2 separate regions of the Pan troglodytes genome follow, and region 1 is linked to region 2. A link is a contact called in public HiChIP or PLAC-seq data. All regions are on one chromosome and are shown on one strand. The core of a region is the stretch at or near the end of the contact, and the rest is flanking DNA. Distances in the headings are between cores, read along the strand shown.

Evidence for each region. HiChIP or PLAC-seq counts read pairs in DNA pulled down with a chosen protein or histone mark.
Region 1: a contact with region 2 is called in an H3K4me3 HiChIP or PLAC-seq map of stem cell-derived excitatory neurons, with 9 times the contacts expected there. The contact joins the promoter of METTL24 here to the promoter of AK9 in region 2. A contact is called at or near these places in 1 of 1 datasets of contacts at active chromatin or transcription factors (stem cell-derived excitatory neurons) and 1 of 1 other capture datasets (stem cell-derived neural stem cells).

Annotation. Positions count from the first base shown.
Region 1 is chr5:122,275,024-122,279,043 of NHGRI_mPanTro3-v2.0_pri, forward strand. METTL24 (methyltransferase like 24) reads right to left here and starts at 1,936. Exons shown (of 7, transcript XM_016956145.3): 1 at 1,533-1,936. The coding sequence starts at 1,850.
Region 2 is chr5:121,603,808-121,607,823 of NHGRI_mPanTro3-v2.0_pri, forward strand. AK9 (adenylate kinase 9) reads right to left here and starts at 2,686. Exons shown (of 41, transcript XM_016956141.4): 1 at 2,563-2,686. It overlaps FIG4 (FIG4 phosphoinositide 5-phosphatase), which reads left to right and starts at 1,836. Exons shown (of 24, transcript NM_001114624.2): 1 at 1,836-2,022; 2 at 2,778-2,917. The coding sequence starts at 1,836.

The sequences.
Region 1 (4,020 bases), core at 686-3,185, 670 kb after region 2:
TACTCCAGCCTGGGCGACACAGCAAGACTCTGGCTCAAATAAAAAAAAAAAAAAAGAAAGAAAAGAAAAGAAAGAAACATCACATTGTAACTCAAATATGTCCCCCGCCTTGAGCAGCCTTTCTTGACTCCCCAGGCAGAGCTGAAGGCCTCAATTACAGGATTGGAAATCACCGGATGCCTGTGCTAAGAGCCTCCCCCACGAGAATCTGAACTTGTTTTGTGCCTCCAGCACCAGATGCCTACCTGGTAAGCCCTTGGCAAAACTGTGCTGAATGTTTAACATGGTATCACGGACAGTGAATTAGGAACTTGGAGAGGAAGTGGCTGCTTTCTTCTGGAAGAGCTAATCAAGACTTTACACAGGAGGTGAGGTTTGCGAGATAGAAAAAGGTATTTCAGTTTATCCAGGAAGTTAGCACGATGGCCCAGCAAGGAACAGCAGTGGTGTGGAAAGACGGAGGGCGAGGCCCGAAGGAAGCGAGGAAGGGAAGCCCGGCAGGAGTGCTGGGTTGTGGTGCTGAAAAGTAGGCTAGCACTGGGCAGCCGAAGACAGCAGCGAGGCAAAGGAAGAGTTGTTCCCTCCCCTCCAGGACCGGTGATGGGAAGCGGGGTGGAGGTTGGGGTGGATGTCTAAAAGAAACGAGGAACAGCCGGGCAACGGAAAGTAGTTGCTTTGGAGAACGTGGTTGAGGCTGGAAAGCAGGAGTTGATGGGTAAAAGGATGAGGAGAGCTCATACCTGTAGTTCTTTTCATTTCCATGTACGACGCAAATTACCGAGCTCCAGAAAGGAGATGAGCCCAAAACCTTAACAATCAGAGGCTAAAAATGGACTAATCAATGAGGTGTAAGCCAAGAAGTTAATGAGGTAGGAGGCACAACACGGTCGAGAGTTATAAGACAAACCCAGGTTATTACTTGGGTCCTCGAGGATCCAATTAACTTCTCATTAAGTGGGGCTGGGTGCTCGGCTTCTCAGCTGGCGCCAGCCTCCCAGCCCCCAGCCAACGCCTGGAATGAGACTCCAGGGAAATTCGGCCAGCTGGTGGATCTTCAGCGAGATGAAGGCAGTGGCGTGGATAGGCCATTCACGGCGATACCCACCCAACTCTGTCCAGGCCTTAAGCAGAAGGCTGGGAGCAGCACAGCACATCAATGGCAGCCACAACGCCTTCCTTTCCCTTTCCCTGCCTATCACGCAAACACTCCCCTACTAAAGTGTACCCTCCGTGAGAACAGGGCTCCGTCCTTCTTCACGGGATGCGCGGAGCCTAGAAGGGCGCCCGGCCACGGCGACGCCCAAGTACTGGCTGAATAGTGAATGAACTCCGCTTGGCCGCACTTCAGTCTATCTGGGCACTGAAAGATGCGACCCGTGGAGCCGCCTAAGAGAGCACAGGGGGAAGAGAAGAAGCGGAAGCCTCCGGAGGTCCCAGCGAGGCGGCCTGCGGGACCTGAGCGCCGGGCTCCGTAGCGCGGTCGGGAGGGGGCTTCTGGTCCCAGGCCCAAGACCGACCGCTTTGCAACTGACCTTCCGGCGGGGGCGCCCGCGCGGGGCACAGCAGCCAGGCTCCGGCGTCCCGCTCCCGCCGCCCCCCGGCGGCGCCCGGCGACCGCTGCGCACGTAGGTCACCTGCCTCCTGCTGGCGCCGCGCGGCTGGCCCGGCGCGGGCGGCAGGTGCGGCCCAGGTGGCCGCCAGGCCGGGCCCGGCGGGGCGCTGCGGGTGGGGGACCCGGGCCCGGCGCGCCGCAGCTCTGCGCAGAGCCGCAGGCCGAGCAACAGCGCGGCCCCGAGTAGACACCGGCGCAGGACGCCGCAGCCCCTCCCGGGCGGCCTCTCCCGGGCCATGGCGCTACACTCGGGGTCCCGCGGGCCGCGCCTGGCCGGCAGCAGGGATGTAGCCCCACAGGCCGGAGCGGCCAACTGTGGGAACTCCCCCGCGGGCCGGGGTGCGGGCTCGGACCCGCCTCCCTCCCTCCCGACCGAGGAAGCCCCAGCGTAACCTTATCCTGCCCTGCCGAGCGCGCACCGCCGCTGGAACGGTGGTGGGCCGAACGCGGTCACAGGGGGCCCTCTCCGCCCCTCCGGAGGTGCCAGGGCCCGGCTGTGCAGGGTCCCTCAAGAGGTGCCCTCCGCCCCGGCCTCCAAAGCCTGACGGAGCTGAAAGACATAGGGCCAGAAAAAGCGCATTCCTAACGGGATCCCGGGCCATAACTTCATTTTCTGGTATTAGTGTTGTTGGAGAAACACAGGAGGAGGGTAGGTGAGCATACAAGGAACAGTCAAGCAGTTTGCACCATTAAGCACAATATAAAAATAAATAGCACTTATGCCCGGGCTTACAACTTCTCTCTCTCTCTCAAGAAAGAAAGGGATTGGGGGGCGAAGAGAATAGCACTCAATGCAGAATAATCAAATTAGAGTTATTCTATGTCTAAATTCTGCCTGAAGCCAATTCGTGCTTTCTTTCCGTGTTATGAAATGTGTGGGGGTGAAGAAGAAGAGGGAAAAAGCCAGCTAAGACATCTGACAGCGGGTTGGTGAGGAGGGGGGAGAGAGAACAGAAGTTACCATGGCATGATGTAAATCAAATTAATTTAGCTCCAAACACACACCTCCCTGCTGTCTCGCAGAAATACAGAGGGACAAATTTATCTTTCGGCAAAATGCTCCCCAGCTGGTATTTCCATCACCACCTTGACCTTAATTAATCAGACTGAACTCTCACAGCCTGAAGTCCAGTGGTGGATGTTCCATTTTCAATTGTTAGTAGAATCCTTTCCCACAACCCATTTGGGGTGGGTTTGGGTTTTAGGTTTGAGTTTGGGTTTAGATTTTTTTAAGCTGTAATCACTTTTCTTTTTTTCCTTGCTTTACTCTTGCATTTTCCATGCTTCCATGGGAGACTGCGCCTGCAGACCTATCCTCTTCCCCCGTAACAGCCTACAGCATGGACAAGAGAGAACAAATATGGGGCCCTACCCCCCTGCCCTTTTGAATGTTGGGTATTTTCCGTAGGGAGCCCTCGTCTCTAAAATCCTCTTCCCTTCCTGGCTTAAGAAAGACCCAATTTATTCCCTGCTAGTGAACAAAGCACTTGGGCTGTTTCTCTACATTTAACAAAATATCTCCACCCAGTCTAGTCCACCCCCTGGCCACACCAGATCTTCAGGCTCCTGAACGTTCCATTAGGATTGACTTTTGCTTTTTTCTTAGATGAGTCCAGGGGATATTGCAGATGGGTTCTATTTTAACAAATTTAAACAAGTACGAGTTTTTCCTTACACAAACTGAGAGCCAGCCTCACATCCTGTGACTATTTACTTGAACTGTGTTTGAACCAGGACCCTGCTGTTCAAGCACTATGAGACTTTCAACAAAGTACTGGACTTCTCTGAGTTTCCGTTTTCCCATGAATAAACAGATCTATATATATGGCAGGATTATAAATGTTGCATAAAATATTATATGTTTCATGCCCAAATAATACCTGGCTCACAGAAGGATCTCAATAGTAATTATTTTGTTATTTAGCATTGAAGAAAATCCTGGATGTTGTCATGAAAAACAAAAAGTAAGCATTGATTCCAAAGTGGGCAAAGATAAAGTATAAGGAAATTTACAAATAATTTATACAGTATTCTCTGGAATTCAGAGTACCCAATAATTTCAAGAAAATAACAATCATCAAGAAACGAACTCTGTTAAGTTGTATAAGGCTCTTTAAGACAGAGTTTGTAGGGTGCTTGATAAACCTGGATTGGTAGTGTCTGATGTAGACTTTGCTGGAAGTTTTATTTTCTATGCAGTCAACATAGTGCCGCTAACTAGAGAAGTCATATTTTGAAGATCGTGGTGCCACTAGTGCGTACCCTCTGCTCCTCTGTTGAGTTTCTCTCTGGGGGTGGGTGGGGAAGCATAAGCACTCTCCTATATTATTAAAATGGGGATATTTAATAAGACTCTGGGCTGGGGGTGGAGGTTGGAGTGGGGGTGCATACAAAACAGTGTAGTTCTT
Region 2 (4,016 bases), core at 1,436-3,935:
ACACGCTTTGAATCAAGGGCTGGAAGCAGGAGTGACCCCTCTCACTAATACTCTCAGTGATTGACTTGGGAAATTTGCACCTCACTTCTGGACAAGAGGTCCTGGGTCTGGTGGAGGGGAGAGATGGTTCTATCAGGGGACCCAGTAAAGGTTTCATTAAATCTTAAAACTACTGCTGCCACCTGGTCATTTTTGACTCCAAAAGCTCATAAGGAGTTATTGCACTGGCAGATGGAGATAGGGTTGCTGCTATGTGATTGGATGAGATTGGGGGTGCTCAGGGTGGTATGGCCATAAACTGCTAGATAAGTGGGATAGGGGATGCATTTCTTGAACTCAGGGGATTCTCTGAGACAGCTCTTAATGCTTTCATGTCCAGTGAATGGGTAATTGCAGCAACCAAAACCTTACAATGACACAGTAACCAAGGGCTTATGCTCCTCAGGGATGAAAGCTTGTTATCCTGCTGGGCAAACACAGACCAGCAGAAGTGTTGGCCAAGAGTAAGGAAAATCTAGAATGATGTTAGAGGAAGGAGATGCTCAATTACAGACCTCAGATTAATTGCAGTAGTGGATTCTGCAGCTTGTCCCATTAATCTTTTTTTTTTTTGTAAGTCCTTTTCTTTTAAAAATTGAGACTAGCCACTACCTTAAAGAATTAGGGTGGCATGGTGTGAACATGATGTGGAGGAAGAATGGATACGAGTGCTGCAAAGGGTGGAATGTAGCAGCTGCTATTAGTGCCTTCCCCATATCCACTTGACATACACCTTTTCTATGCACGACCAGCCCAACTTCCAAAATGTTAGCATGTGTGACTTTTTGCCTAAGGGCTTTCTCTGGCTGCCAGAACCTATTCTCCCTGAACACAGGGTAGACTGGAAGTTCTAGGGCATCAATGTTCTGCCCTATCAGGCTTCATCCAATAACTGATGGAAGTTGGCGAATAAATACTCCAGCTTCCTTGCCCCTCAAGAGGGGATAACTGAGACATGCCTCCCAGTATTCCCTAGTGAATTCAGCCCACAAAGAAATTTCTTTGGTAATATTTCCTTTATTAGTTTTCTTCCCCTCCCTGCTGCTGTTTCCTGGGATTACGTCTCATATAAACAACCTGCCCTCAAAGTTTTGTCTTAGGATCTGATTCCGGGTGAAAGAAACTAAGATAAAGTTAAAATGGAAGTGCTAAACTATAATAATTGAAAACTAGAATCCTTCAGGTATTTTAAGAGTTGCTATCCTAGATAAAAACACTGTGCAAACATTTAACTAATATTCAGAAGAGTTCGTTTCATTATGAAACAGAACACAGCTAACTATTTTTCCCAGTTAAAAGCTCCAAGTCCAAAATGCCAGAACGGACACGGCCATCTTTCTAGTTCTTAATAAAAGGAGTACCAAACTACAGGGGGAAAGAAGCGCAAAATAACATAGACTTAAGTATTTCTTTAAAATTTTTGTAATTTCTCAAATTTTAATTTACAATATGATCTTTGGTATTACATGAATGTTATCTGGGTATGCTATAATTCTATAAATTTTTTTTAAAGTTTCCTTACACTTAGCAGTTGAGAAGCCCTCTAGCAGAGGTTTCTGAGGTTTAGAGGTTTCCTGGGAAACCTAAAATTGCCGCCTAAGATAGGATAGCTGCCTCTCCCCTACAACTTATACTCTTGCAGTAGGTGTTCAGTAAATATTTGTGGAATAAATACTTCAGTCGTTGAAAGGAGACGTGGTTTTAAAAAGTGGATTTACAAAGAGACCGTTTTGCAAGAAAAGAAGCTGGTCTGGGGGTCCCCGCAGGAGGCGGGGTTCCGTGCAACAGATACCAAGATGCCTCCAGGGCGGACCACGACCCAGCGGGCCGCCGGAAGGCTCCTTACCTGGCCGCAGCCGGACCCTCCTCAGGGAAGCAACTGCCTCCAGGGACTCCGCGGGGCTGTCGGGCGGTTGCCGGGGAGACCTCTGGCCGCCGCGCACCTTCTGCTCGGGGGGGGGCGGGGCCTCGGGAGGCGGGGCTGTAGTTCTTTGTCATTTCTTTTCCAATTCGAAATAGTCACTTTTGTACCTAATTTGGCATTCATAATTATAATACACTCATTTTCACAACTATGGAAGAGAGGGTACGCGCATGCCCATTTATGTCGCACACATGAAATGAAGAAACCTCCTTTCAAGCGCGGCTCCGCCACACTGCGCTAGTCTCTGTCGACAACTTCAAGTGGCTAGCCTCAGGCACAAACGTGTGGCAAAGCCACACTTTCCAGCTTTAGGTGATTTTAAAACAATTTCTTGGGCCACACAGCGTAGGTACAACATGGATTAGAGGTGAGGGGAAAACTGACACTCAGTGAAGGACCGTCAGAGGGCCGGCTTCCAGGAAAATGGGCCGCAGCAGGCAGGGAAAACACAGGGATCTATCCTGCAACTCGGAGAACCCTTTTCAAAAGAAGCTACCCAATCCCAAACCTTCCGCTTTTTTCCAAAGAGAGGGAGGAGATAAATAGACTCAATTAATCCGTCGACTTTTTCTCCGCCCATGTTTTCCTCCAGTCCTTACCAAAGATGGTGCCCTTCGCTTCCTCTCTCGGCAGCACGCAGGTCCCGGGAGCCTCTACCCGACCTCTCTATGATACGTCCTCCAGCCCCGCTCCCGCCGTGAGGGGCGGGGCTTGCCTGGAGGCGGGGCGCAGGGATCCGGAAACACCTGATCATCTATAGGTTTAGTGCCTAATGGGTGTTGTTCCTGGCTGGACTTGATGTCCAGGGCCTGAGGGGTTTTCTCGCCGAGTCTCCTGGGGCGGTCCGGTGGCTCGTGCCCTGTTGTGGGGCCCCCATTTGCCGCCGCCATGCCCACGGCCGCCGCCCCCATCATCAGCTCGGTCCAGAAGCTGGTTCTGTATGAGACTAGAGCTGTGAGTACCCCCTCGCGGCAGGGCGCAGGCGGGAGGATGGATGTCTGCCGGTGGGTGTGGGGCCGTAGGACAGAGGCTGTACTCTGCCTCCTCCTCCTTCCTCTCCAGTTCCCAAATCCCTGTCAAACACAGCCTTGGGGTAAGCTAGCTCCCTTGAGCTGTGCCTGGGCGCCTTTACCCTATTTTGGTACCCTGGACATTGCAGCATTTGCAGGTCCACTTACAAGCCATGGCTGGAACACGCTGGAAACAGGTGCTTGTGGTACCTGAGGAACTGTTCATGAGGTTCTCTGTACGAGTTACTGGATTCTTTTCAGCTTTCAGAAAGTCTGTTAAAGTTCTAGAGTTCACAAGTTACAGTACAGGCAGGGGTATGAAAAAAATTTGAACTATGACTTGTAACTTATTTTTTCCTATTCCATGGTATACCATCACTGCGATTCATGTGAATTACACTTCTATTGCTGAACTTTTTGGTTCTCTTTTTTTCTTATTTGAAAGGAAAGGAAAACTTACTTTGTTTAAAGACAGCTAATTTGTTTGGATAACATCTTGCTTTTCACTTGACTTTTTTCAACATAACATTTACTTTTAAAATTTTATTACTTTGAATGGCCATGTAAATAGTGAATAAGCAGATCAGTTTGTATTTCGATTACCAGTTCCTCAATTAAGGGGGAATGGTGTTTATAGAACTTCATACTTGGTCCTTTCTGTGGGTGGAAAGCAAAGTTGGTACAGTATAGCTCTTCTAAATTGGGGTGCCACAGTGATATTAGGGACTGTGTTTAATATTACCCATTTCATGCTAACAAGATTGCATATGCCAGATATTTGCATAATGCTCTTCACTATGTTATAGAGTGCTTTATAAATTGTTTCTCTGAAACTTGGGTTGTCTCCATTAGAGGAGTATGAGAAGGCATTTAACAGTTTCTCAGTTATAACATAGTCCTAATAGCACAATAACCTCTCCCTCAGGTTAACATGAGTAGAGAATTGTTGACCTTAAATTAATTTTGCTGACAACTTTGATTAGATCTAGAGCAGAAAATGAAATTATCAAATATACTGTATTTGCAAGTATTTTCAGTTCTCT